Regions from separate parts of the Mus musculus genome. Here region 1 is linked to region 2. Evidence: chromatin contacts called from public HiChIP or PLAC-seq data. All regions are on one chromosome and are shown on one strand. The core of a region is the stretch at or near the end of the contact, and the rest is flanking DNA. Distances in the headings are between cores, read along the strand shown.

Evidence for each region. HiChIP or PLAC-seq counts read pairs in DNA pulled down with a chosen protein or histone mark.
Region 1: an H3K4me3 HiChIP or PLAC-seq map of embryonic limb bud shows a contact between it and region 2, with 2.2 times the contacts expected there. The contact joins the promoter of Hoxd13 here to the enhancer-like site in region 2. A contact is called at or near these places in 11 of 39 promoter capture datasets (the 3T3-L1 cell line, 3T3-L1-derived adipocytes, the C10 cell line and 7 more), 1 of 115 datasets of contacts at active chromatin or transcription factors (embryonic limb bud) and 1 of 9 other capture datasets (embryonic stem cells).

The regions. Positions count from the first base shown.
Region 1 is chr2:74,666,195-74,673,176 of GRCm38.p6, forward strand. It overlaps Hoxd13 (homeobox D13), which reads left to right and starts at 2,031. Exons shown (of 2, transcript NM_008275.4): 1 at 2,031-2,884; 2 at 3,692-5,409. The coding sequence starts at 2,116. The coding sequence ends at 3,942. Gm31790 (a long non-coding RNA gene) reads left to right here. Exons shown (of 3, transcript XR_374674.2): 3 at 294-697.
Region 2 is chr2:74,378,228-74,385,448 of GRCm38.p6, forward strand. No RefSeq gene overlaps it. Among named protein-coding and RNA genes, the nearest start is that of 4930441J16Rik, 74 kb to the left of the region's middle. Within about 2 kb of position 2,869, at least 7 of the 459 cell types and tissues checked have an H3K27ac peak or open chromatin away from gene starts, as enhancers often do. A contact at or near this core is called in embryonic limb bud, where this site is marked.

The sequences.
Region 1 (6,982 bases), core at 781-3,280, 290 kb after region 2:
ATTATCGCGATCAACAAATTACTACCCATCACAATGCTGCAAAAACCTGGAGAGACCCTCCGGGTTTGAATTTGACCATGACCAGGTCTAGGATTTTTAAAAGTTATACAAATTCTCTTAGTTTCCAGTACCTCTCATAACCTACACCCCCATCCCCTTATTTGAGCCTTTTATGGTTACTGTGGTTTTTGTGTCAACACTCTAATGCCATCAGCCCACCCTGTGATGCCAGACCAGACCAGGCCCAGAAGGACCTTGCTCACTCCTTTTCTTCTTTTCTTCTTCTTTCTCAGAGCTTATTTTCAGAAGGCAGTGACGCTGAGTGACAAGCTGGACTTAGTATTGCACGTTTAGGGGAGTGATTTTCTTAAAAGATAAACTGGTCTGAAGGTTGATAGTACAGCATCAAACTGGCCCACTTTGAGGCTCACGCACCCACCCAGCACTCTTGACTAACCAAGTCTAAAATAGCTCTCAGGAGACCGACCTAGATTCAAATCAGAGCTCACAAGGACGACCCATAAGTTGTTAAGACTCTGTGAGAGGAGGTGGAAATACAGAGCGATTAGAGCCACCCTACCTAACTCTATCTGGTATTAGCTCCTCCGGTACTCACAACTAGAGCCTACTCTGTCCCTATGAAGTTCTATGAACTCGGACTGCGCCTGTCACCAGTCCGGACTTTACTTGGTGGTGGTGGGGGGGGGGGGGGCGGACAGAGAGAGAGAGAAGAAGAAGAAGAAGAAGAAGAAGAAGAAGAAGAAGAAGAAGAAGAAGAAGAAGAAGAAAAGAGAAGAGAAGAGAAGAGAAAAGAAAAGAAAAGAAAAGAAAAGAAAAGAAAAGAAAAGAAAAGAAAAGAAAAGAAAAGAAAAGAAAAGAAAAGAAAAGAGACGAGAAGAGAAGAAAGGACACCCCCTTGACTTGACACACTCAATTCCCTGCTGTTGGCAGCCTGGAAAAGGAAGCGAAACAAAGGTCCCTGGGAAAGTGAAGTTTTCAATTAATTGGTGTGAGTAACGGGCGGGGGTGGGTGGTGGCTGCAAAAAGCTAGAGGCCGGTATGCTGTGGGCGAGGCGCAGAAGATTCGTGGCACTCTATTGAGTGGCTTTCTCCTCCCGCGCTGGTACGGAGTCTTTTGGGCTGGGCAGGAGGAGGCCAAGCTGAAGCTAAGGCCAGCCTGGCAAAGTGACTGCCGGCTGGCCAAGAGCAGAGACGTGAACCGAACATCTGTGGACTTCCTAGTTGCGCCGATTGTCAGGCTTGCGGCTTCGAGATGAATTCTAAGTCTCTGATGCTGCCCCAAGACTGTTTCGTGAGTATTTTTGTGGGCCGATGGTGCTGTATAGGAAGGATCTACTCCGACTGATGTCCTATGTGTGGAATACTTTTACCCGTTCGTTAGGTATGTTCAAGGTAGGATGAGCTGTCTCGAATTTGGGGTGACGCGGTAGACTAAGGAAAGATGAGCAACAGGTTTTTAAAAATAGAATTGCTCTGTTTTCTCGTCATTCTGCTCATCTCTGTCCTTCATCCTCACTTTGGTGTGCAGCTCGAGGAGCCAAAGAGCAGTGGCAAAAACAACGGTTGCGGAGATGAAGCGCAGGCCTCGGCGCCCGCCTCGCAGACAGGCCCGAGATGGGCCGTCGCGCAATCAGGGGGTGGCTGCAAAGTCAACTCCTGGGTCTGGGGGAGGGCGGGGATGCGAGGTGGGCCTCCCAAAGGGCTGAAGAGGGGTGGGGACCGGGTGGGTGGGTCCAGCCGGACCTGGGCTGGGAGCCAGGCTCTCCCGCGCCCCCACCCCCACGTGTCCCGGCGCAGCCAATGGCAGGGTCCCCGGCCGGCGCCCTCGGGGCGGGAGACGGCCCCCTGACCGTCCCAGGCCCCCTCCCAACCTGAACTTCGTTTTTATAAACGTCCCGCGATGAGCTAACCTGTTGGAGGGCGGGCGGGCGGGCGGGCGGGCAGGAGGCGGGAGGCTCGCGGAGGGAGAGAGGACGGGAGGGAAAGGGCGGGAGCGAGCGCGCCGCGGAACACAGCGAGGAGGGAGGAGGCGCAGCGCGCCATGGTGTCCTGCGCGGGGCCGAGGCCGGGGCCCGGGCCGGGCCAGGCCGGGCCATGAGCCGCTCGGGGACTTGGGACATGGATGGGCTGCGGGCGGACGGCGGGGCCGCTGGGGCGGCACCGGCCTCCTCCTCCTCCTCCGTAGCAGCGCCTGGCCAGTGTCGCGGCTTCCTGTCGGCGCCGGTGTTCGCGGGGACACATTCCGGACGCGCGGCGGCGGCGGCCGCAGCAGCGGCGGCGGCAGCGGCGGCAGCATCCAGCTTCGCTTACCCAGGGACCTCTGAGCGCACAGGCTCTTCGTCGTCGTCGTCATCCTCGGCTGTGATCGCCACTCGCCCCGAGGCTCCTGTGGCCAAAGAGTGTCCCGCGCCAGCGGCCGCCGCGACCGCTGCAGCACCGCCGGGCGCTCCCGCGCTGGGCTATGGCTACCACTTCGGCAACGGTTACTACAGCTGCCGCATGTCGCACGGCGTAGGCTTACAGCAGAACGCTCTCAAGTCGTCCCCGCACGCTTCTCTCGGAGGTTTCCCGGTGGAGAAGTACATGGACGTGTCGGGCCTGGCGAGCAGCAGCGTACCGACCAACGAGGTGCCCGCAAGAGCCAAGGAAGTGTCCTTCTACCAGGGCTACACAAGTCCCTATCAGCACGTGCCTGGCTACATCGACATGGTGTCCACTTTTGGATCCGGGGAACCTCGGCACGAGGCATACATCTCCATGGAGGGCTACCAGTCCTGGACGCTAGCCAACGGGTGGAACAGCCAGGTGTACTGTGCCAAGGATCAGCCACAGGGGTCCCATTTTTGGAAATCATCCTTTCCAGGTAGGAGCAACGAAAAAAGGGGAGGGAGAAAAAAGAAAAGCCCCTATTTGGGAGTGGTTACTTATATTCCAGGCCTGACCAGGTATAATCCACTAGAAAAATTTGTTTAGTCTCTGTGATCTCTGACTTTCCCAATTAAAAGCGCCTCTGCTATGTTTTCCTTCCCGTGAAGCACAAGTGCTTTTTATCCACTAAAGTTCAAGATCTTTCGTTACCTTTGCTGCTTCCCCCTTCCTCTCCCTCCCTCCCTCTTTCCCCTTTCCCTAACCCCATCCCCCTCCCTTCCTCACTCCCCTGACTAAAGAGGTTTCTGAAAGGTGCCAGAGTTGGGTCCCCGTGTTTTCAAGTGGGGTTCCAATGACCACTGAAGCTTCTTAGAGCCCATAAACTCCCAAACACAGTAGAAGAGATTAAAGCTTGAGTAAAAGATCTGAAGTGTGTGTGTGTGTGTGTGTGTGTGTGTGTGTGTTTGAATGTATGCAACTGGCAATTGCAGAAACTGTCCTTATGAGCTTCCCCCAATAACCAGACCATAAAATCACAGGCTTGTTAAAATGCCGGTTTGAAAAACCATGATGATCCATCAAATTAGCCTTTGTCTCAAAGTGCAAATAGTCTTTCTTTAATACTGTGTAAATAATATGTCTGTGTAAATAATAATAAAGTATAAACAATCTCATTTTCTTTATTCCCTCCCTTCCCCCGCCCAGTACTAACAAATAACAAACGCACTCACATTAACACAACTCAAAGCTTAGGTGTTCCAAGTATCCAGGCTAATGTTTCCCCTGCTGTTGTTTATGCTAGGAGATGTGGCTTTAAACCAGCCGGACATGTGCGTCTACCGACGGGGAAGGAAGAAAAGGGTGCCTTACACCAAACTGCAGCTCAAAGAACTGGAGAATGAGTATGCCATTAACAAGTTCATTAACAAGGACAAGCGGCGGCGGATCTCAGCTGCCACGAACCTTTCGGAGAGACAAGTAACCATTTGGTTTCAGAATCGAAGGGTGAAGGACAAGAAAATCGTCTCCAAGCTCAAAGACACTGTCTCCTGATGTGGGCCAGGTTGGCCACAGACAGTTTAAATGCGTTCAGTTGTCTCCAAAAAAATACCTTTGAAAAGACTTGAAAATGTATTTAATTTCCCTCCCCCTTCCCTGCCTAGAAAGGCAAGCATTGTGAATCCTTTTCCCCCCTCTCTATCTCTCTCTCTCTCTCTTGACCTTTATCTGGTTCTAAAACTTTTTGCTGCCCAATCCGACTTTGTAATTCTATTTCTTACTTGCTTATTATTGGTTTTGTTCTTGTCTAGGTTTGTTTTTATAATTTTTAAACATTGTTTCTCCCTCCAGGCCAGTATGAGGAAAAAAAAACTTGAAGTATTTTTTTCAATAATCCCCCCAAATGAATTTCAGAAGTGCCCTTGTATTTAGGGGTTTATTTTTTTAACAGGATTTTATATGTGTTTCCAGCACTGATTATGCTTATAATCCATTAGGCCAGAATCGTTTTTTTTAGCCTTTCATACCCTGTGATTGTGTAATTGAATCATTAGCTCTCAGAAGTTTCCCCAAGGCAAGTGGAAACAGCTCTTAGGCATTAGGTGATTTAGGACCGCTGGGAGAGTCTGAAACTTGGAGGTTGAAGGCACGTGATGACTTTAAAAGCAGCTACCTTATTAATATTGAAATTAAGACAATCACCCTTATCTTTGGCAGTCTCCTTTGCTGTTTTGTGTGGTTTTAACATGTCTTGTAGCTGTGATTTTTGAACCTGAAAACAGCATTCCTAGTGGATGCCTTTATTTCTCCAACTCTACATGCAGCTATTAAAATACTTACACTTGGCAGAGTGACTGGAGATAGTATAAATTCATCCCGTTCCTTGGGTCTGTGGGAATGGAGCTAAGGCCATCTCCTCAATCCTTGGAAAGAGACTCAGCCAATGTGGCCATGGGTGGGAACTTCTGTCCAGAGCTCAGTGAAGAAGTTAATTGTCTGAATGCATGGGCCTCTCAGAGCTTTAAAATATCTAACACATTTTTTAAATATGGAGCTCTAAGGACCAAGAGGGAAAAAGAAACTTCTGAAAGTGATGAACTACTTTCAAAAATGTTGCGTATTTATGGGACTGAAAGATTATTTTTGTAGATACAGTGTGTGTGAGCAGTGCTTCGAGCATTTAAAAATCACATTTTACTCCTAGGGAGATATAAATAAAAAGAACTCTCTTGTCTCCACTGAGTCTTCATCCATTTGTGTTTTTCAAGCTTGTGCTGCCTCTAGAAGCTGTTTTTATTTATTATAAAACTTTGCTCTCCTCGACATCTGTAGATGAAGGAAACAACACCAGTTCTGGTCTCTGAAACCTCCATGTTCTGTTCTCCATTTCTGTCCACCTCCTTCTAACACAAATAGTGATGTTTAAAATGAGGATATCATCTGTGATGTCTAAAATCATCATTTTAAAACCAGACCAACTCATTAAAAATCAATAAATTTTATTTCTTTCAATATTATCAATTTATTTGACATTTTTTTATTTATTAATCAATGGGTGCCTGGGTAGAGAAAAACTCACTGGAACATTTGGGGCCTACAGAGGGTCCATTGTAAATATCTTCGCTAGGAAGTTCTTGAAATTAGAGAAAGCCACATCCATATTTGGCAATCAATAAAGAAACGCTTCAAGCATCCCGTGTGGTATGCAGTAATTGACAACTGAAACTGCTATTATATACCCTAGCAACTAAACACAAGTTTTAGGAATCAGGAACTTTTTTTTCCTGATTCAGTCCTCTTTGCCACTCAGGGAAACGGGCCACAGAGAAAGTGGGGCTCCTTGTAGCCACTACTATAATCTAGTGCAAGCTAACTTCCTGATGTGCAAGTTAGTTGAACAGACTTCTAAAAGCTTACACAACTGTAATCTCTCCTGGTAGGAGGGCTTCTTGAGGGCTCTAGGAGAAACACAGGGCCTTCGAGTTGGTAATTACTTTCGTTTTCTCTGGTCCAGCTTGTCTTGTTTCACATCTTACTGCCAACTACAGAGGCCAACTTCGTTATTAGAGGGTGGGTGGGGAGGGTACAGGCAGAGAGAGAGAAATACAGATGCAGAATGCGGTTCAATTTATGAAGGATAAACCCCTGGAAAGGGAAGCACATCACCCTTCAGTCACTTAGGGAAAGACCTCTGTCTTAATACCTTAGCTATTTTGTACACAAGACATGTTGGGGGGCGGACAACCAACCAGCCAGCCAAACAAACAAACAAAAAAGTGGCCTTAGTTCCCCCCCCCAACCACCGTTCTCTCGGTCCCCTCGTTTCTTTTTCTTTCTTTTCTTTCTTTTCCTTCCTCCCCCCCCTTCCTTCCCTCCCCCCCCTCTCTGTAGGTTCTAGTCTCCAAGGCCACACTTCATCTCACAGGTCCATTTCTCAGGTTTCCTATATTGGATAGAGGGAATTGCCTCGAGGTTTTTCCTTTCATCTGCAGGTCGCACGTCAGTTTCGCTGAGCCTAAGAGAAATGGGGTTTGCTGAAGATTAAAACTGCGCTCAAATGCTCTCTGGTGGTATTTGGATTGATGGCTAAATGAGGAACAGATGAAGGCTTTGTTATTTATATGTGTGCCTTTTATATTCGGGATTGCGGGAGGAGGAGAGCTGGGGGTAAGTGGCTGAGGCCCTGGAAGTGAGGCCCGCGGGGAGCCCGGAAGGCCGAGGAAGTTCGGGGAAAGGCTTTGCCTTCAGTTAGATCTAGGCTGAGAGACGCTCAGAAATTTGGCACGGTATTAGCGATTGGGGTAGGAACCAAGATCCCAAGATCGGCAGATTGACTCATGATTCAAGAGGTGAAAAAGACGTTAGGACAGAGGCGAAAGGTCAAACAATAACACGCGGCCACAGGCTTCCTTGCATCAGGTCCCTTGGCTCCGCTGTCTGGGTCAGTTGCTACAACCTCTGGCTTTCGGAGACTGTCCGTAGCTCCTTGGCAGCGGGCCGTGACCGCGAGCACTGGCGACCCCAAGCCCGCCCCACCGCCCTTCACTGTTGATCTTGACCGTGCGGCGGCGCCTCGTCAGGCGTGGAGCACGCT
Region 2 (7,221 bases), core at 1,619-4,118:
AAGGAAGATTAATTCTTGGAATATATGGAGCATAGTATCTAATGGATGGTTAACTACATCAACTAAGTCAGAAATAGAAACATATCAGAAGCCTCAGATGCCTTTGACCAGACAGAAATCACAGTGGAGAACACATGGGTGAGTTGGCTGTTCATGTCATGCTGTCCAAGAAGCAGAGAGAGAAAGAGACAGATTGGCTGGGGGGGGCGGGGAGGGGCGAGCAGGACAGGTGAGGTGGAATAGAGTCCCAATGTATACCAGGAGAGCATACACACAATAATCTATTTTCTCCAACTAGGTCACATCTCCTTAAGTTCCTACCTCTTCTCGATAGTAGCAGTACATAAGGACCAAGTCTTCAACACCTGAGCTTTCGGGAGTCATTTCAGAGATTTTGTACAAGAGGTACAGGCAACATAACATCTTAAGGAAATAAGAGTGACTTTAGGTTTTCCCCAAGTATCTAGATAGACAGTAATATTGTTTAGTGAAGGAAGAAAGTTTTGAGGAGATAAAGAATTCTGTCAGAAAGAAATTAAGTTGAGGATTCTTGTTGAGATACGCAAGTAGAGATGTTGAGAAGGATGTCTGGTATAAAAATATAGAACTCAAAGGAGAAGCCAGGTCTAAATATATAGACTTGTGAGCATGACTGAGAGCTGTACAGGGAGGTGTTTAAAATGTAGCTCCTGGGTTCTGCCAGCAACGCTTCCATCACAATCACTCTGACGTGGATGGGATTTGCACTTCTAGCTACCTTTAATTAGATGGTTCCAAAAACTCCTGTAATGCACCATTCTGCTTTGGATGATATGAATCAGTGATTAGCTCTTTTACCTTTTAAATATGGACATATTGTTTGCATATTTTATCTTTCTATATGCATATACTATGTACATATATATACTATATGCTATATATATATATGTATATAGATACACAGAACCATACATGTTGCTATATACATATATTATATATAACATACTAATATAATACATGCAAATATTAATATATTGTTGAAAACTAATTATTCTATAACAAAGCACATTCTGATATATTCTAGCAATGTATATTATTTGTTAAATAAGTCACAATATCATTGGACTTAACCTAGTTATATAATTATACTTAAGTAAATTTCTCGTATTTTTTAATCTTCATTAAAAATGAGAAACAAATTTCTTTCAAAGAAAACAAGCATACTATATTTACAGAATTCCCTTTTCTGTACAAATTTTAATGTAAAGGAGAGAGAGATAAAGAAAGCAGAGAAGAGTTTTGTTTGCATTGAAATGAATTGTTCTATGGGCCCACATAGTTATTAACTGACCTAGTTTGTTTGCTTTCTGTTGCTATGATAAAGCATTAACCAAAAGTAACTTGGGGAAGAAAGAGTTTATTTGGCTTACAATACTGATCACTATCCATCACTGGGGGTGGGGGGTGGGGGTGGAACCAAGGCAGGAACTCAAGCAGTACGGTAACCTGGAAACAGAAACCGAGGCAGAAACCACAAAGGAATGCTGCCCATTGGCTTGCTCGCTATGGCTTGCTTAGCTTCCTTTCTTATACAATCTAGGACCATTTGTCCAGGGTGCCACCCCTCATAGTGAGCTGCTCTCTCTCACAATAACCATCAATCAAGACAATGCCTCACAAACTTGCATACAGTAAAATTTAATCAAAGCAATACCTCAACCAAAACTTCCTCTTCCCAGAAGACTCTAGTTTGTGTTACATTGACAATAAACTAACCAGGACCTCCATGAAGTAAGCCATACTTTTTCTACTAGCAGTTCACACACCAGATTAGAAACTATTCTGAAATTAGGCAGGTGATCCAACTCTCTCTCTCTCTCTCTCTCTCTCTCTCTCTCTCTCTCTCTCTCTCTCTCTTCCTCTCTCTCTCTCTCTCTCTGTGTGTGTGTGTGTGTGCATGTGTGTGTATGTATGTGTAATATATCTGTCAAAATTAAGGCAGAATTTTTGTGCAATCTTTGACCTCTTTCATCTTCTGCAACTTCTCAAAAATGGCTGAGTAGTCTATTATTCCCAACCTATTATCCTTACCCCTGCTAAATATCCCCTATCTAGAGCCTTGGCATTCAGTTTGGGTTGCAATATCAGCCCATCAAAGCTCTAATTCTATCTCCCCTCATGGCACTTGCCTCTTTAGCTATGCTCCTGTTGGCTTTCCTGTTGATGATCATTCTTATAACCATGGGAGCCTCAGAATAAAGTAAACTTTTGACCTGGAGTTGGAAGACCCACTCAGAAAGAGCCTTCTTTTCTTTTCTCTTTTTGATCTTTAGATGGGGGCAGGTAAGTTACTTGATTCATTAGGGTTTCCTATTGCTTCATAACTCCAGTCTTATCCCCTCTTTGGTCTTCCTGATGCAACTTCACAGCATCTCCACATTTTGTGTGAATGCTTGACCACGTGCCTGTCCTCCTGCATGTCTCTTTAATATACCTTCCCACTCCCAGGCACCTCCCCGTGTTCATTATCTCACCACAGCAGATGTTTTAAAGTGCTCCTAGTCCACAGTGAACATTCATAAACCATTATTGGACGATTGATGGGTTCAGCTTTCAGAATATGGCTAGCTGATCAGGAAGCCTGTCACAGGGCTGTTTTCATTACTCAACAGTCTTTGTCGCTAGTTAGATTACTGCTCAGGTGAGGTCAGGGGAGATATGACTTGGGTCCAGGACAGCTGACCTCAATATCTCTCCAAGGCTGGTTTAATGGTTAAGATAAAAGGAATTCTGGAAACAAAGTTCCGGGAGACTTTGTGGTAGAATAAACGGTGGTGGTGAATAGGGACATGCACTTGCCATTAAAAGTGGCATGTTTATGGGGTGCTGACACAGTTTATGGGGTGCGTGCCTTTGGGTACCAGCCAGAACCATGCTTTTCCTAGTATTTTCAGCCTTTTCCCAAAGGTTTGCACAGCACAGCTGTGACAAAGCTGCCAGGGGAATTCCTCAAGTTGAGGGTTGTTTTTATGTTTAACCAATGTTCTCTTCTACCACCAGGACTGCAAGCATGAAAGGGCATTCTCTTCAGATTTAGCTCTGCCACTGGGATCAGCACATGTCACAATCCTAGATTCCTTTATATGGTCTTCTATGTTGCGCTGATGGGCACCATTCCTATTGAATTCACACAAGTGCACATGCACACTCGCATGTGTGGGCACATCACATGTACACACACACACACACACACACACACACACACACACACACACACACACAATCCTACCTGGGTTGTGCTACCAAGAATACTTGCATGAGATCCTAGCCTTGCCCTCAATGTCTTATGTTACACTTCTAGATCATGAATAATCACACTGCAGTTGGGCACAACACTTCTAAAAATTGTGAGCATAATAGCATAATATAATGATATAATATAATTATATATAATATATACAACATATAATATAATGATATAATATAATGGAATCATATAATGATATAACAACTTCCATGGAAATAACAGTTTACATTCCACTTGTACACTTTGCACCCCCCCTCCCCCCCCCATCTCAGTATGACAGGAACAGTAAAGGAAGTAGAGCTGCCCTGTTTTACGATCTCCGAAGACCTTCCAGAATGTTTGGCAGTTCAAGGTGGCTGGGTTCTACAACCTTAAATATCTGCTCTCTCGAATTCCACAAATAGTATTTACATGTCTGGACTAGTTGGAAGCATAACTTGAATTTCAATTTCCAGACTTAGCCTGATAAAGTGTCTATATGCTTTAATGTCGGTCTTGGGTTGTTACTTAAGGAAGTCCGTGGCTTTGTCAGCCTATCTTCCTCAGTTCCTTTACCAGGTAAGACCTCTAAGATCAAAGCAGCAATAACCCAGTTGGCCAACATTTACACAAAAGGGGTGAGTGAAGAACTCCCCGCCCCCAACCCTGAGTTTAAAGTACAGAGCATGCCAGGTCTCAAACAGCAAGCTGAAAACTTTTCCCCTGTTTTCTGCTTTCTACATGTTGATTTGGAGTTGCTTGGAGATGGAAAGATCCATCTGGTTTTGTCTATTCCAGCTCCACCTCACACTGGAAGGTGAGTGAGTAGCCAGGCTTCGTTCAGACACCCGACACTGGATTCACCAGGCATTTCTAGGACTTACAAAGTTGTATACATAGGAATACCATACACAAGGCACCCGAAAATAGTATTCAGGAAAGCTAGAAGATGGCAAGGGGCCTTTGACAAGGTCCTCGTGCCCAGAAATGTTTCTAACTAAACCTCTGTCCTTAGGAACCCTGTCCCCGGTCCAGCACTCTCTACCCTGGTTTCTGATTGAATATTCTTTTATTTTTAAATTTTGTTTTGTTTTGTTTTGTTTTGAGACAGGCTGTTGCTATGTAACCCAGGCTGACCTTGAACTCACTCAGGCTGCTGTCAAACTCAGAGGATCATTCTTTGCAATCATCATAAATGCTGGAATCACAAGCATGTGTCACTATGCCCAGCTATGATTTGGGTTTTCTTGCCTGCCAGTCTTACCATCTTCCTGTTACTTCAATCAATCTTTTTCTCCTCTGTGCTGAGTGAACTTAAAATCTTTCTATCCCAGCAGTCTAGATATAGTTAGACTCCATATTCCCAGCAGTCTAGACATAGAACCCCCTATTCCCAAGCCCACCTCCCACCTCAGTCCTACTCCTTCAACTATGGAATCACTCCAGTCCCTGATCCCCATGCCACATTTCTCTGTCTAGCCAGGAACAAGCCAGTGTTTTTATCCTGAGCTCTGATCAGCCATGCCAATGGTTTCACAGTCTGTGTGCACTTACCTTTCATGTTCAGTACATACCTTCTTCCCTCTGTGTGTACCCTTCCTGACTTCTGATATTATCTGTGTTGACTTTTCTGTCATTGCCTAACCACTCTGGAAACCTACACTTAGCCCACATTGTCTTTGTCTACTGTTTTTATAGCATCCGAGAAGAGCAGTGAGTACCCTCAACACACTCAGCAAGACACACAAAGGTGACAATTCTCAAAGCAAAGGATACATTCATCAAATTTAACCCCAATTCTATCAATTCTCTTAAAAATGATAATTATGTTAATCTGGAAGAGTGGATAATCAGGAGACTGAGGAATTTCAAAAAATAAATATAGTCAAAAGAAAATTTGCATGACTACTACCAGATTTAAATGTGTTTTAAAGGAACTGTGCCTAAACGGAGATGACCAGATCAAAGGAACAGAGAGTAAAGGAATATAGCCATGAGAAGACAGGCATTCTGCAATTTTTAAATAGAACATATAAAATAATAAGGAAAAGAGGCTGACGTTAAGTATTGCAGATGTCATTAATAACAATTTGAGAAGTTAATTTATTAGGTTTTTTTTTTGTTTTTGTATAGTGTGCTTTGAGCATAGTCACAGCATCCCTCAGCTCCTTCTAGATCCAGCTCCATTTCCTAACCACCCAACTTTGGGTCCTCTTTAAAAACAATCATAAAGTCATATTTGTGCTACCCATATATTCTTGGGTATGTGGACTTCTACAGGAGCATGGTCCACTTAGCAAGGGCCATACTCCTAAGGAAAACTGACTCTTCCTATCCCAGGAACTGTCGGTTGCCAGCAACAGCTCTGCAGTTAGAGGAGAGGGTTTTTGTGTGCAATTCTCTCCATGGTAGAGCTTGAACTGGCTTGAGTCTCATGCATGTTGTCACAACCACCGTCAGTTCATGTGAGCAACTGCCCTACTGTGTGCAAAGACATAGTTTCATTGTAGCCACCTACTTCCAAACCTCCAAACAGCATAATAAGTTATATCTCAAAAACAACTGCTAGAAATAAATAAAATATATATTTTGTATAAGCATGTATAAGAATACTTCAGGATTTTACCAAAATTATATAATTTATATAGGATGAAATGTATTATATAATAAGAAATAGTGCAATAGTTTTAGAAACTTACTTCTAACTTCTTGTTTGAATGCAATATTATTATATTATAATGATATAAAACATGTTTTATTTTTATATGGAAAGGATAAAAAGGATCCTTATGGATATTTATATATCCTTAAAAGGGATATATATATAAAGTCAATGACATGATTGATTTTTAAAAAACAGCAAAATAAGGCAATGAGACAGTCTCATCAAAGCTCCTAGCTAAAATAAGAGATGTAGCTTCACCTTAGGTGCAATGGTTAGCGCCATGATGCATTGTGCAAATAAACCTTTCATTTATTATTGGGAAAGTGAGAAAGTGCCACACAGCTTTAAAACAGCTTCCTCACACATATTAATCTGTGTCCAGCAATAAATAAAACTTCTAATGTTACTTTTTAAGAATTTGTCCAGCAAACACAGGGTCATTAACACCCAAAGATATAGAGCTAAGATATTCTTAGAAACACTTTATTTTTTACAAGAACAAAATATTAAAGACTATTTAAATGCCCATCAGTAAAGGAGCATTTAAGTAACTTAGGCTCCAAGTCTACTGTAGAATGTCAAAGAAACATTCATTAGGTTGAGACAGATGTAGATTTCTCACTCCAGAAGATGCCCCTGATATACTGCATTTAAAATCTGTCCACAAATGGCATGTGTAGTGCTATTATATTTCTGGAAAATATTATATTTGAATATGAATAACAAAAGAACCTGCAACAACCAACAAAGCTGACAATGGTGATTGTTGCAGGATGAAACTGTGTGTAGCCCTTATATGTCTCTATCATGTGAACGTTATATGCTATGCTTATATCTGTGTCTATTCACAGGGGGAACAATCTTAAAAATATTCATGAGTAGGAAAGAAAGATTCTAAGAGACAGAGGTGGTAGTTGGCTTCAGTTGAATGTGCAAACTTGTAGAGACTGTGACAGCATGCACAGGATCAAGCTGGGGTGTGGAGGAGGGAAAGTGGGCACAGCATCTCACCATCCAAGAGGCTATTCACAACTGATAGCTACTGGGAGAGGGGAAAATCAGTTTTCTCCAATGAAGTGGCACTGGCTGTATTAACCACACTGCAGGGCAAGCCTCATGCTCACAGGAAGATGACAAATGGACTTCATGTTATTGGGGGGGTATTTTTTTTAAGAAGAGAAAGAATATAAAGCTGGTCAGAGAGATTGGGAAAGATCTGAAAAAATTGGAGGAGAGACTATGATAAAAATATATAGTATAATACTCTCAGAGTACACACAAAAACCATTTT